Regions from separate parts of the Rattus norvegicus genome. Here region 1 is linked to region 2. A link is a contact called in public Hi-C data. All regions are on one chromosome and are shown on one strand. Each heading gives the region's core, a stretch centred on a gene start, on an enhancer-like site or on the middle of the called end of the contact. The rest is flanking DNA. Distances are from core to core; before and after follow the strand shown.

Evidence for each region. A called contact is a pair of places that touch in the nucleus more often than the background predicts.
Region 1: a contact with region 2 is called in a Hi-C map of frontal cortex, with 2.1 times the contacts expected there. The contact joins the enhancer-like site here to the promoter of Mapk1 in region 2. A contact is called at or near these places in 2 of 12 Hi-C or Micro-C datasets (the A7r5 cell line and frontal cortex).

The regions. Positions count from the first base shown.
Region 1 is chr11:97,565,913-97,572,000 of GRCr8, forward strand. Ppm1f (protein phosphatase, Mg2+/Mn2+ dependent, 1F) reads right to left here. Exons shown (of 8, transcript NM_175755.2): 8 at 5,355-6,088. The coding sequence ends at 5,844. Among named protein-coding and RNA genes, the nearest start is that of Ppm1f, 30 kb to the right of the region's middle. Within about 2 kb of position 1,694, at least 28 of the 93 cell types and tissues checked have an H3K27ac peak or open chromatin away from gene starts, as enhancers often do.
Region 2 is chr11:97,525,959-97,532,403 of GRCr8, forward strand. It overlaps Mapk1 (mitogen activated protein kinase 1), which reads right to left and starts at 1,867. Exons shown (of 9, transcript NM_053842.2): 1 at 1,541-1,867. The coding sequence starts at 1,653.

The DNA.
Region 1 (6,088 bases), core at 444-2,943, 40 kb after region 2:
TGGGGAAGGAGTGCGGCCGGCCGGGATAGTAAACCCCAGCAAGGTGAAGGCACCCGGGCCTCTCCTAGTTCTCAGGATCAGATAAGAATACTTAAAAAGCAGAAATGGTGTTTATCGGAAGGCTTCCTTTTTTTTCCCCCCACGTGGAAAGGTTTAATGAGAGAAGAGTAGACGAGGAGAGGAGTAAAGGCCGGCCATGAGCATGTGGAGGAAAGTGGGGGCGGGGAATGGGGAGAGAAGGGACGAGGGGGAAGAGCAAGAGAGAGAGAGAGAGAGAGAGAGTGAGAGCAAGGGAGGAGCATCTTGACTTGAGATAGTTTATACAGTAGTAACAGGTTTCTTCCAGCATCTCGCACACTCTCAGTTTTGGATGACCCACCCTACCCTCACTTGCATCCCCCCTCCCCCGCCCTGTTTGATGAAGGAATCACAAACCAAATGACAGAAACCACAGAGATTCTGAAAACTGCCTCTTCCTCGGGTTGAAGAACTGCTCGTGTAGGCTTTGCAGGCAGTATATCTTCCACTCTTGGTGGAGATTTGGTAGATGGCTTTGTGGGATGCCCTGTTATCCCTCGGAGCTGTGTGAGATGTCAGGATGATGTCTTCTACATGGCTGGACTGAGCCCTGCCCCTGCCGGTTCTCAGTTGTCTTGACTTGAAATGATGTATTGATCCCCAAGGGTACCGAGGCAGCTTTCAGTTGTCCTGAAGAGCGGTTTCTTGGGTACTGGGGGCTCCAATCCACTTGACCCTGCATGTGCTTATTGCACTGAAGACTTTGGGAGCAAATTCCATTCTAACCAGCAAGGTGGGTGAGGTGGCAGGAGTTGCAAGTCACTGTGGAGGGACGGAGGGCTGCAGGTCTAGAGTCAGATGGGGAGTTCAGTGGATCCAGGTAGGTCTCTCTTAAAGGCCACTTGCTATAATTGTTCTGAGGCAGGTCCCTTACCTGTTCTGGCAAGTCTTTAAGGACCAGTCACTGGGTTCTGTAGTTTCAAGCTTTTCATTAGATCAGTGAGCCTTGTCTGACATTGAAATTCGCCATCAGGGCAGGCTCCCTCAGCTGCCGCCCTTCATACCCTGATTTAGCTACCTGGACTGTGGATCTACCTGGCTGCCCAGGCACTACGAGGTCTGTGGAGAGACCCTTAGTCTTAACATCCCTCTCTTATGCTACTGCTGACATCTCACCAGCTGAGGTTTCAAGACAGCGTTTCTCTGTAGATCAGGTTAACCTAGAACTCAGAGATCACCCTACTTCTGCCTCCCTCAGTGCTGTGATTAAAGGTGTGCATCACCACGTCCAGCCTAAAGCAGACTCACTACAAGTCAGGTATTTCAGTTGCTCTTGGCAAGCATGTTTCTAGACTTAGCACACACCATCTTTTAACTTGGCTCCGTTCTAGAACTGTGCTTAAATCCTGATGCACAGCTCTGTGCTGCAGCTTTGTTTCCATGGCAACCCTAAGCTCTTTATGACTCTCCTTAGAGATTTTTAAGTGGTGTTTTTGGATTATTCGGTGTGGTGGCTTGAGTATGAAATGTCCCCGGAGATCTGAACACTTGGTCTGCAGCTGGTGGCACTGTTTGGGAAGGTTATGGAGCCTCCAGGAAGTGCAGTGGAGGGTAGTGGTGGGTCACTGGGGGGTGGACTTTGAAGGTTTGTAGCTGGCCCTGCTTCCTCTGTATGGATGAGATCTGTTCTTCTGGGCTGCTCGGTTGGCCTCACACCCTACCTGGATGGGTTGTGAGCCAAAATGAACTGTCTTCCATCACTTGCTTTTCTTCAGTGTTTTAGTCACAACAATGTGAAAGCAATTTATTTGGGTATTTCCAGACAATAAACCCAAAACCGTGGAATTTTAACATTTGTCTGTTCTACTGAGATAAAATTAGACTGAACACAAAAGCATGTCTGCTGTGCTGAGAAAACAGAACTTAGGGGAAATGTAAACAAAAAGAGTGACCCATAACCGCGTCTCAGAAGTCAGCAGTGGGCGCTCAGTGCACTCACTCACCAGAGCCCCCGGGCTGTGCTTCCCACTGTGCACCCCGTCTTCTGTGAGCTTCTGCCCTTGGCCCTGCATGAAGGACATGGCAAGTGCCAGGCAGAGAGCAGGGTGGAAGCCCAAGAAATGCCTGGCGCTTTAGTGCCCATGCAGGTGGTTCTGTGAGGGTCTATGTCCAGAGGTGGCCCCAACTCACTGGAGGACCTTGTACTCAGTGCCCGAATGCTGGGTTCCCCAGGGGCCTGACCCTCTACCCCACAGCTGGTGGGATGGACAATCTCAGGATGAGTCCCAGGACCAGCTGGCTAGGTACTTTCTCAAATCTTCAGCAGCTTCCAAACACACCCTGGATGCCAAGAGGTCCCCAGACCCACCATGTCTCTTGAAGGCTCAGGTTTTCAATGCTCTGTCCCAAGTACCAAGCTGTTGGTGCTATTTTGGGAAATTGCGGAAACCAGCAGGCAGGACTTGGGTTTTGGAAGCTGATCACATCCTGTGGGTCCCCGGTCACTTCTCTCCACTCTTCTTGGGTTGGCTTTGAGGTAGACAGTCATGAAGTCTGTCACGTGTTCCTGCTCAAGCACACGGGATCAACCATGGGCTGAACTCTCTAGAACACCTTCTTTTAAAATACTTGAGTATTGGATACACAGGTTAACTGTAGACAGGCACACAGGGGACAGACGCAGTAGCACTCAGGAATCTTGAATATATGGTTTATTGACACCAGTATAGGGGCCCCAGGGGAAGACTGTCCTATGAGCTCATAACCTTGGGACTTGTCTCTAAGACTAAAGGAACATGGTGTCTTAGAACAAGACTCCCAGGAAGCCCCCTGAAATAACCCTTGGCAAGGCCCACATGGCATGTAAATGGCAAAGCTTGGTGTGTTTGGTAAAGCCAAAGAGTCCAGTGCAAAAGCACGGGACTCCAGAAGACGGTCCCTGGAGGCTACAGATGCTGAAGCAAACCAGCCCAGCTTGCGTCACACAAATTGGCCTGGCTTCCCTACAGTATGGCCAGAGCCATCCTCCTGGCCTGAGAATACAGTTGAGGTAGCCAGGACACCCATGCTGAAACTTACCACTGGGAGAGAGGGGCACTTCGTGCAGAGCCCAAGAGGGCAGGGGCAGACAGATCATGGTGAACAGCAGGGCTTTTAAGACCTCCAGGTGCTGATACCCCTCCCACGAGTTCTGAGACTCCCAAAGCTGTGCCTCAGACACCTTGCTTCAACACTCCTTGTGCCCTCCCACCTCTTACGCCCCCAGGCCCTAGTTGGGAGGCAGCTGTACTGCAAAGGCAGGCTGACGGCTTCAGCTTTTGTATCCATGCAAGACACTGGCGCCTGTAACTCAGCTCTTTTCCAGCCCACTTAATTTTAAGAATAGACACTAATAATACTGAATCCCTCTCTGCTGCTGGTGGAGGATGGGCTCCCCTTCTCTGGCAGCTCCCGGTAATGCTATGCATACTCTCCATGCCTTACCCTAAAAAGTACCTGAGGCCCAAGAAGTACGGTGGCTGGTTCAGCTCACACAATGTGATGGTGGCAAGGTGGGGACTTGAGAAGTGGAATCATTCTGCTTAGGGGATTCTTTTGGGATGAGGGCCTGAAGAGGCCAAGAAGTCCTGTAGGCTTAGCACTGGCAGCTCCAGTCAAGATAGAAGAGTTCTTCTCTGTGCCTAAGGACTAACTCGGACGAATGTGGTCTCCCTTGGCCACTGGACCAGGATGGAGCAGTGCCTGATGTTGGTCCCTGACCACTGCCAGGCAGAGACATGGTTATCACCAGTGCACATGAACTGAGGGGTGGGGGAGCCCTCAGACAAGCCTGGGAAAGGGGCTTCCCCTAACACTGAGGCCTTGATATTTGGCACAGCTTTACACGTGAGTATGAATCCAGACCACCCAGGGGGCCCAAATTCCACTCTTACCAGCAACGAATGGGTTAGCAAAAATGGGAGAAAACCAAAGTCAACATCTCCCTCTATCAAGGTTACTGCACCCCGTCTTGAGATGGTACTGAGGGTCCTGGATTTTGACCCCAGAAGGCAGCAGACCTTCAAGTAAGCAATACCTAGTGATTATGGTGGGCAGTCATGTTCCTATCAGGAGACTTGAACTAACTCCATGGCCCCAACTCTTCCATCCCTGCTGTGGGAATGGGTGAATGCCAAGCATGCAGGAGGTGTGCCCAACTGCATTTGGCTGGCTCGCCCTCTACTGCTGGACTGTGGACCTGCCTCAGGGAAGAGCACGAGAACCCTTGCTTCTTTTGAAAGAGGGATTAGCTGCACTGGGCGAAGCTCTGCAAGTCTTGCTGGGGCTTTGCTCTCCAGAGGTGGACTATGACTCCTCCACGGGGACCTCAAAACCACATTCTTCCTGCTGCTCCTTCCCTGAGCCTCTGCTAAGCCACCCATTATCCTCTGGACCTGCCAGTGTCTGCGTGGAGCAGCCTTGACTCACACTTGGCCCTTGCTGAGGGTCTCCTTAGTCCTTCTACTCTGGTATTCTGCCTCCCCCACCTGGTTTCCTTGCCTGACTTTATACACCATTGCTCTAGGGATGTGGAGGTCTTTCGTGTTGCTCAGGTACTGGACAGAGTCTAGCAGGAGAAAGGTGGTGGACTGCTGGGCTGGCCAAAGCTCCTCACCGGAGCGCTGTCCTCAACGACTCTATCAACTAACTGCAAACACACTAAGAGAGTCTTGAACTTCTAGCCAAAAGCAGTAAGGTCCTCTTGGGCGGGACCCAGCCAGACTCCAAGGTTGGCAAGGAGGCCAGTGCCATCCCAGATGCCCATAGTCAGTTCAAGGAAGTTCTGAGGTGCCCAGAAGAACAAAAGGACCTTCCCAGAAAGAGATCTGGCTCAAAGCATGCCTTCCCACAACAAATGCTGCTTGCTGTTTTGAGAACCTCAACATGTCTGCCTATCAGGATCCATGACGTGCCCAGCAATTCTCATCTACACCAAAACTGTTTAAGGCACTTAAGTGGCTTATTAACATAACCTGGAAAAGTTTGTTTCCATCCTGATTTAGGAAAAAAAATATCAGTAATACTGCAAATGTCTCCACGAACACACAAAAAAGTAAAATACTTAAGTTTTCAGGAATAAAATAAATGCTAAGCTTTGCTTAAGTTACATGACCCTGTGGGTCACCTTGGCACTGATACAGCATGACGAAGTCTGAATACTGATTCTGGATTAGACCTTTCCCTGCAGTAAATCCAAGCACACAAACAAAGACGCACACATCTGACTTCACCTCCCCAGGAAGCTCAAGGGACAGAGAGAGGCCTAATGACTTAGTACTAAGTTAAGAGTGGAGTGGCAGTGGCCACTCTCCTGGTGCTCCTCCCAGCAAGACCAATGTCAACTTCTTTGGGAAGCCAGCAGTCAAGCAGGACTGTGAGCTTGTGTGTTAGTACAGACCAAACCCTCCTCACTTGGGGACAGTGAGAAGCCACAGTCTGGGCTGGATCCTACCCCAGGGTCTGTGTGAGGGTTCCTAAGACTTGACCTATGCTTTTGGTTAGGCTGCCAGCAGGTGCCTGTGGTTTCTGTCCCCAGACCTGTCCTGCCCTGATCACCTCAGCCATCTATTCTTTTGTGAGGTCATTTTCCTATGCTTCCTTGAGATCCATTGGTGCCTACAGTTCTGCAGCCATGAGAACAGGCTGTGGCAGGCAACATGAAGGGCTGGGGTGCTAAGGGAATGCTGTGAGGGTGTGCACCCCTGCCCACTATACCTGTTGGATCTAAGGTCTTTGAAGGGGAGGGTCACAAGGGCAGAGGGATGGGGCCTGGGGGCCTGGACCACTTAGCTTCTCTGTGAGGTATTGATCTCAAGTTCTGAGAGGCCAGTGGACAAGTCCTGACTTCCTACATCTGCCTGGGCACCCCCTGCCCCCTGCCCCCCACCCTCCAGCAGCTCCAGGGGGTCCCTAAGGAAAACCACCATGACTGTAATGTTGTCATGGGAACCCCGGTCACGGGCTACAGCCACCAGCTCCTCAGCAACGTGCATCCCACTGCCCTTCTGCCTGAGCAAGTGGCCATGGACAA
Region 2 (6,445 bases), core at 617-3,116:
TTTTTTTTTTTTAAATAAATGAGACTATGGTGGGTAATCATTTGAGTGTCAATAATAAGAGTTACTGGCATACTTACCAGCAAGTGCAAGGGCAGTAATACATGCAAGACAGATGTGATGTGGAAAGTAATTTTTCCCCATTCCTTTACAAAGACTTTCTTGTAACCGTGACCTAAATTTAATTTCCCCTTTGACTCGCAGGTCCAGTTCACTTTTACCTTCATAATTGTATACTATGAAACATTTTGCTCATAAGAATATAACTATTCTCCGGTCCTTTAAAAAGGAAAGTTAATTATTCTACCTAGTTAACACACTTGGTGAAAACACATCTTTCTTGGCATTTCTAAAATTATGACCATTCAAATTTGAATGCATTTCTGAAATAGACTTGTTCATCAGGAAAATATGCTGAAGTTCTGAAATTATTAATAAATCAAGGAAAGGCGTGTGCAATCATAGCTGAGGAGCTGAAGCATTTAAACCAGGATCTTTCTATATATAGAAAGCATGATTCTAGTTCTTCACCCTTGGGAAAAAGACTTCCTTTCAATACCTTATCTGAAAAAGGGTGTCTTCTCTTTCTTCAAGATGGCTATCCAAGTAAAATTAACTACCTCAGAAACCTTCGATAAATGAACTTGCTTTAATTAAAACAATACACTTCATTCCACAAGCAGAAAGTACTGTAAGTGGTTGTGTATATATAGTGAACACTAAAACGTTAGGGAAACGACCACAGTAAATAGGGCTAATACCTATGGATACATTCACATGTACTTTTGAGGGTAACGACGGGGTAATTTAAAGTCAAATTTGGAGTTAGGCCTAACTCCAAATACATCTTAATAATTCTAAGAGTGATGCTGGTTTATCCTTCCTGAAACACAATCGGTATGATATTTAAATCCATTTTGAAACTTCAAGATTTCAGTATATCCACAACCAACGCTGTGTCATTGTTTTTTAGAAAGCCTGAGGTAGAACGCATCATTAGCTCTACTGAAGATATTTTGTGAATGCTGTTCACGTACACAGAGAGAATAAAAATATTTTGGTGCTCAGCACACAAGCCCATTATTCCGTCTTGCAAAACCATTGCCGCCGCCACCACCACGGACATGCATCTAATGGAATTCCTAGTTTTAATCTAATGTCAAAAGGCGGCGGCTATAACGCTATGAACTAGGGGACATGGTGCACTTCCGTTCCCGACCCAAGGGAGAAGCCTCGAAAGTACGCGCTCGAGACCAAGCCCGGGAGTCTTCGAGTCCTGGCCTCGGTCTGAGATGCCCTTCCAACAGCAAACGAAGGGTCAGCTCAGGAAGCAGCAGAGCAACACTTAAACCTCGAAAGGGCCCCCGGGACCCCGCCCCAGGGCCCCAGGAGTGCGGGCCAAGGAGAAGCCACGGGTCCGGGGGCGCCGCGGACCGCGAGGCCAAGGCGCGGGAAAGGCCGCAGCTGCGTCCAGATCAGCCATAGGCAGGGGGCACAGGATGACCGCGTGAGGCCGGGCCTGCAAACCAGCGCAGACACTTACCAAACCATGCCGTAGGCGCCTTCTCCGATGTACGAGAGATTAGTGTAGCGCGGCCCCACGTCGAACACCTGCCCGCGGACCATCTCCGGGCCCGCCGCCGCCGCCGCCGCCATGTTGGCTGCACAGCCTCCGCCGCGTTGGGCTCGACGCTTCGCGGTTACCGCTCGACTTGTGCTGCGCTTCCCACAGGAACCGCGCCGCCGCCCGTGTAGCAGCCGCTGGCGGCGATCGGGAACGAGGAGGGAGGACAACACAGAAGAGAGAACTAACCGCCGGTAGAACCACTGCCTGCCTTCCTGCCTGACGGGCGGGCGGGCAGCGAGTGGGAGGAGGGAAGGACTCGCGTCGAGGGGCGCTAGGGCGGAGTCAAGGGCGTGCGTGATGATTGGCTTCTCCCCTCAGAGAGGGCGGAGTCTCGCGGGCCGGCGGAAGCAGCGAAGTAAGCCAGGAGCACTGCGGCTGCGGGGGAGGGACGTCACGTGCGTTCAGAAAGCTAAGGGCTGGGTAGCTCTAGAAAGCTAGATTGGAACTTAGGCATAATGACCCCACAGAGTCCCACCACTGTACCTGGTCCAGAACGAACTCGCGCGGGACCAGGGACTTGAGACCAGAGGACTCACTGCACACCAGCCACGGGACCCCTGAGACAGACAGGCCTCTAGGAATACGTGGCCCACATTCTGCACTCTTATGCACTTAGACCGTCAGAGTGGGACAGAAACCAAAAAGATGACCCAGACCCAGAAAAATATTTTCACCCTGTAATGAGAATAATAAATAAAAAAGATGCCTTTTGGACATATAAAAACAGATTAGTCAGGAACCCTACAGTACCTAAGGCTGCTCCTGATACCCAGAGCCCAGTGACATGGAGATGACATAGTCCTAGAATCCCATGATGCCTACTGGACAAAATATAAGCAGAGACCAAAAGCAATGCTTTGCTCTACGTATCTGGAGAGATGCACCTTGATCTGTTCTGTGGCTAGAGAATCTCCCTCAGAATCCTGACCCTCAAATCAGAGACTTCTGTTAGAGATTAGACCTGACCTGAAGCTAAGATAGGTCACACAGGTGAACAGCCTTGGGAAGACAGGCTTAGGAATGTAAGGAGTTTAGAGTGTAAACCTTGCATGATGACCTTCAGCATAATAAAATATAACTTTTCTTATACTAACTACGTATATCTACCTTCTTACTGGTGACGCACACCTAACAGTGTGAGACATAAATAAGTAGAAACCAAAACACAAGACATTGAATCCCCTAATTAGAGGTTTCTTCAAGAAAATTTGCTTAATACCTATAGCATTGGAGCCAGCCATGTTTCCAGAGTGAAAAGACAGGCAAAATACAATATTTGCACTTAAGTGTTGTGAAGAAATAAAAAGCCAAGGGAAAATATAAAGAGCTGTGGGTGGGGACGCTGGAGAAAGACAGTGAAATTCCGGGACTTGGATTCAGGTGCTGTGTAACACTTTCCTGAAGGATTGAAACATTCTATCCGGAGGGGTAACTCCTTAAACAATAAGGTAAAAAACTGAAAGGAGCAAGTCAGTGTGGTGCCTCACATGTACCACTTGTGAGGCAGAGTGGGGCAGATCTCTTAAGAATGGGAGGCCAGCCTGGTCTACAGAATGAGTTCCAGGATAGCCAAGAGTCTCAAAAAAAAAAAAAAAAAAACCAAAAAACAAAAAAAGCAAAAAACAAACAAACAAAAACAAAAACAAAACAAAAAAAAACAATCAAAAAACTCAACGGAGTTTAAGAAGTCCTTGAAACTGACCAGATTCACTAGGCCCCTCTCACCAGAGTAAGCAATAAAAGCTGAGAGTCCCTCTGAAATGGAGCTCAGGTGAGCTGCAAAGACTCTTGAGACCAGCTACCCGGAGGAGGCAAAGCTCTACCAATTGCCAGGTAGTGGTTTAGACAACTATGCACTTGGAAGGACACTCTTCCACTTTGGCAGCACCCACACTTTGCTCTGTTGTGAGCTCCTTTTTGTAGTGAGGAGACGTGTGTAATGTCTCCCCAGGAAAAGTTTTGTCCCACAACGCCTGCTTGGTACAGATGGGCATACTGAAACACAGCACAGTTAGAATGGCTGAAAAAGATGAACAAAATTTAGGGGAAAAAAAACGATCACAAACACCACTAAACTGAGGAATGAAATTGGAATGTCAAAGTTGGTGGTGCCCAGAAAAGCAGAGATAAGGAGATAGTGAGTGGCTACTACAGTCTCTCGGGTACTTTTCTGCCATCCCTGGAAGCAAACTCTTGTGTGGCCAACACTGAGGTCTAACTTAGGGATATCAAGTCTGGTCTTCTAGACATCAATAAAGATTAACTAGGCAATCTCAAAGATAAAAAAGTAAATCTTTGGGGGTTGGGGATTTAGCTCAGTGGTAGAGCGCTTGCCTAGCAAGCACAAGGCCCTGGGTTCAGTCCCCAGCTCTGGAAAAAAAAAAAGTAAATCTTTAATAATAAAGAGAAGAACTGGGGTATCCCTCAGTGGTGAAGTGCATACTTAGCCTATGACAGATTTTAGATTTATTAGCCCTTCGAAATACATTAGTTCATTTAACAGAATCTATTTCAGAAGACACCTAATACTATGGCTCTATAAAAATGTATTTTTTAAAGACCAGGATAGATGGATAGTATCATGAAATTAAAATCCCATTAACCAACATAAAATTATCAGCTGAAACAGTAAACTTACCTGATGACACAGAAGAACAAGTCAACAGCATAAAAGGTGGACATGAGAAACTTTTGCTAAGTCATAAAATCCATTAAGAAAGAAAATTATCAGGGGCTGGGGATTTAGCTCAGTGGTAGAGCGCTTGCCTAGGAAGTGCAAGGCCCTGGGTTCGGTCCCCAGCTCCGAAAAAAAAAAAAAAAAAAAAAAAGAACCAAAAAAAAAAAAAAAAAAAAAGAAAGAAAATTATCTAGGATAGCATTGTATGATTTTAATCACGGGATTTCCCCAGACAGGTTTACATACTAGGACCTTGTCCTTAAAAAACAAGAAAGAATGGGCTGGAGAGATGGCTCAGTGGTTAAGAGCACTGACTGTTCGACCGAGTTCAAATCCCAGCAACCACATGGTGGCTCACAACCATCTATAATGAGATCTGATGCCCTCTTCTGGTGTGTCTAAAGATAGCTACAATGTACCTATGTATAATAAATAAGTAAATCTTTAAAAACAAGAAAGACAATAATTGAGGTAATTATAGGAATTCAAAAAACTATACATATCCCAAAAATAGCTGAGGAAGCTAAATCTGACATACCGTCCACACGATGCTGGTATACATGAGAGAAGGGGTTGTATGAGAGCCCTGAGAGACAGTGTTGCATAAAGCTGTGAAAGTGAAGCTAGTTTTAGTGGAGACTACTAGATGTTGTAGCCATGGGGTGTCTACCAAGAAGAGCTGCACACAGGCCAAGAGAAAAATGTATAATACAGACAAAATCCCTGGAAGGGAAGCTAAGCACTTTGACACTGCCCACAGACCCAGAGAATCTGATCTTTGCCCTGCTGGGTTTCGGGCTTGCTTTGGTCCAGTAGTTTCTCAATGGAATGTAACATATACTTTATACTGTTATATGTTGGAAGTATGTCATTTACTTTTTTATCTACAAGAGGTAACAATTAGAAGTTGTCTTGAGTCTCAGAAGAGGCTTTGGACTTTTAAACAGTGTTGAGTAGAAAAACCATGGGGACCTTTTGAACTTGACCTAATGCATTTTTCTATAGTAACAAGCCAGGCAGGGCTGGTGAGTGGAACTGTGAGGTTTCACTGTGCCCCCCACAGTGTCAGACATTTAAATACTTGGTCCCCAATTGGTGACCTTGTTTGGGGGAGACTTCAGAGATATTCTGGGCTTGAAAATCTAAAGGCTCCAACCAGTTTTCCTTTCTTTGCCTTGTGCTTGCTGTCTTAGATATTGAGTTCTTGTGGGTGTGATGGTGCATGCCTTTAATCCTAGCACTTAGGAGGCAGAGGCAGGTGGATCTTTATTAAGCCAGCCTGGTCTACATTGTGAGTTCCAGGCCAGCCAGTGCTACACAGAGACCCTGACTCAAAAGGAAGAAAAAAAAAGAAGGAAGAAAGGAAGGAAGAAAGGAAGGAAGGAAGGAAGGAAGGAACAGAAAAAAAAAAAGAAATGAACTCCTAGCTCCTACCTCCAACGTTTCTTATAAAAACCTAAGCTCACAATAAGGTAGCATTGGGAAGTGAGACTTTAGGAGGTGATTGTGTCGTGAATGTGAAACCCTCAGGAATGGGATGAGGTGCGCTTAAAGAAGATGTCTTGAACACAAGAGAACTCCATGAGGATGGCAGCCATAAAGCTAAGGAGCAAGGCCCTCGGCTGACAGTAGATCTTCCGATTTTTTTCTTTTTAAAGACAGGGTCTCACTGTGAAGCCCTGGCTGGCTGGAATTTGCCATGTAGACCAGGTTAACCTCAAATAGAGATTCACCTGCTTCTTCTTCCTGAGTTCTGAGATTAAAGGCATTTGTCACCATGCCTGGCCGAGGCATGAAAGCTTCCAGCCTCCATACAATCTAATCCAGTCAGAGAATGATAAAGGAGCTTGACCTCGTACTAAGTTTGACAATCTGTTCTAATCTTCTGGCTCCTTTATTATTCTCTGACTTGTTCTGTCTTCACCAGTATCTAGTTTGTTTTCCCTGCAACCTGTCTCTGTAAAACTGCCACACATAGACATAGACACAGACACAGACACACAGACACAGACACAGACACAGACACACACACACACACACACACACACACACACAGAGACACAAACACAGAGACACACAGAAACACACACAGAAACACACACAGACACATACACACACAGAAACACACACACACACACACACAC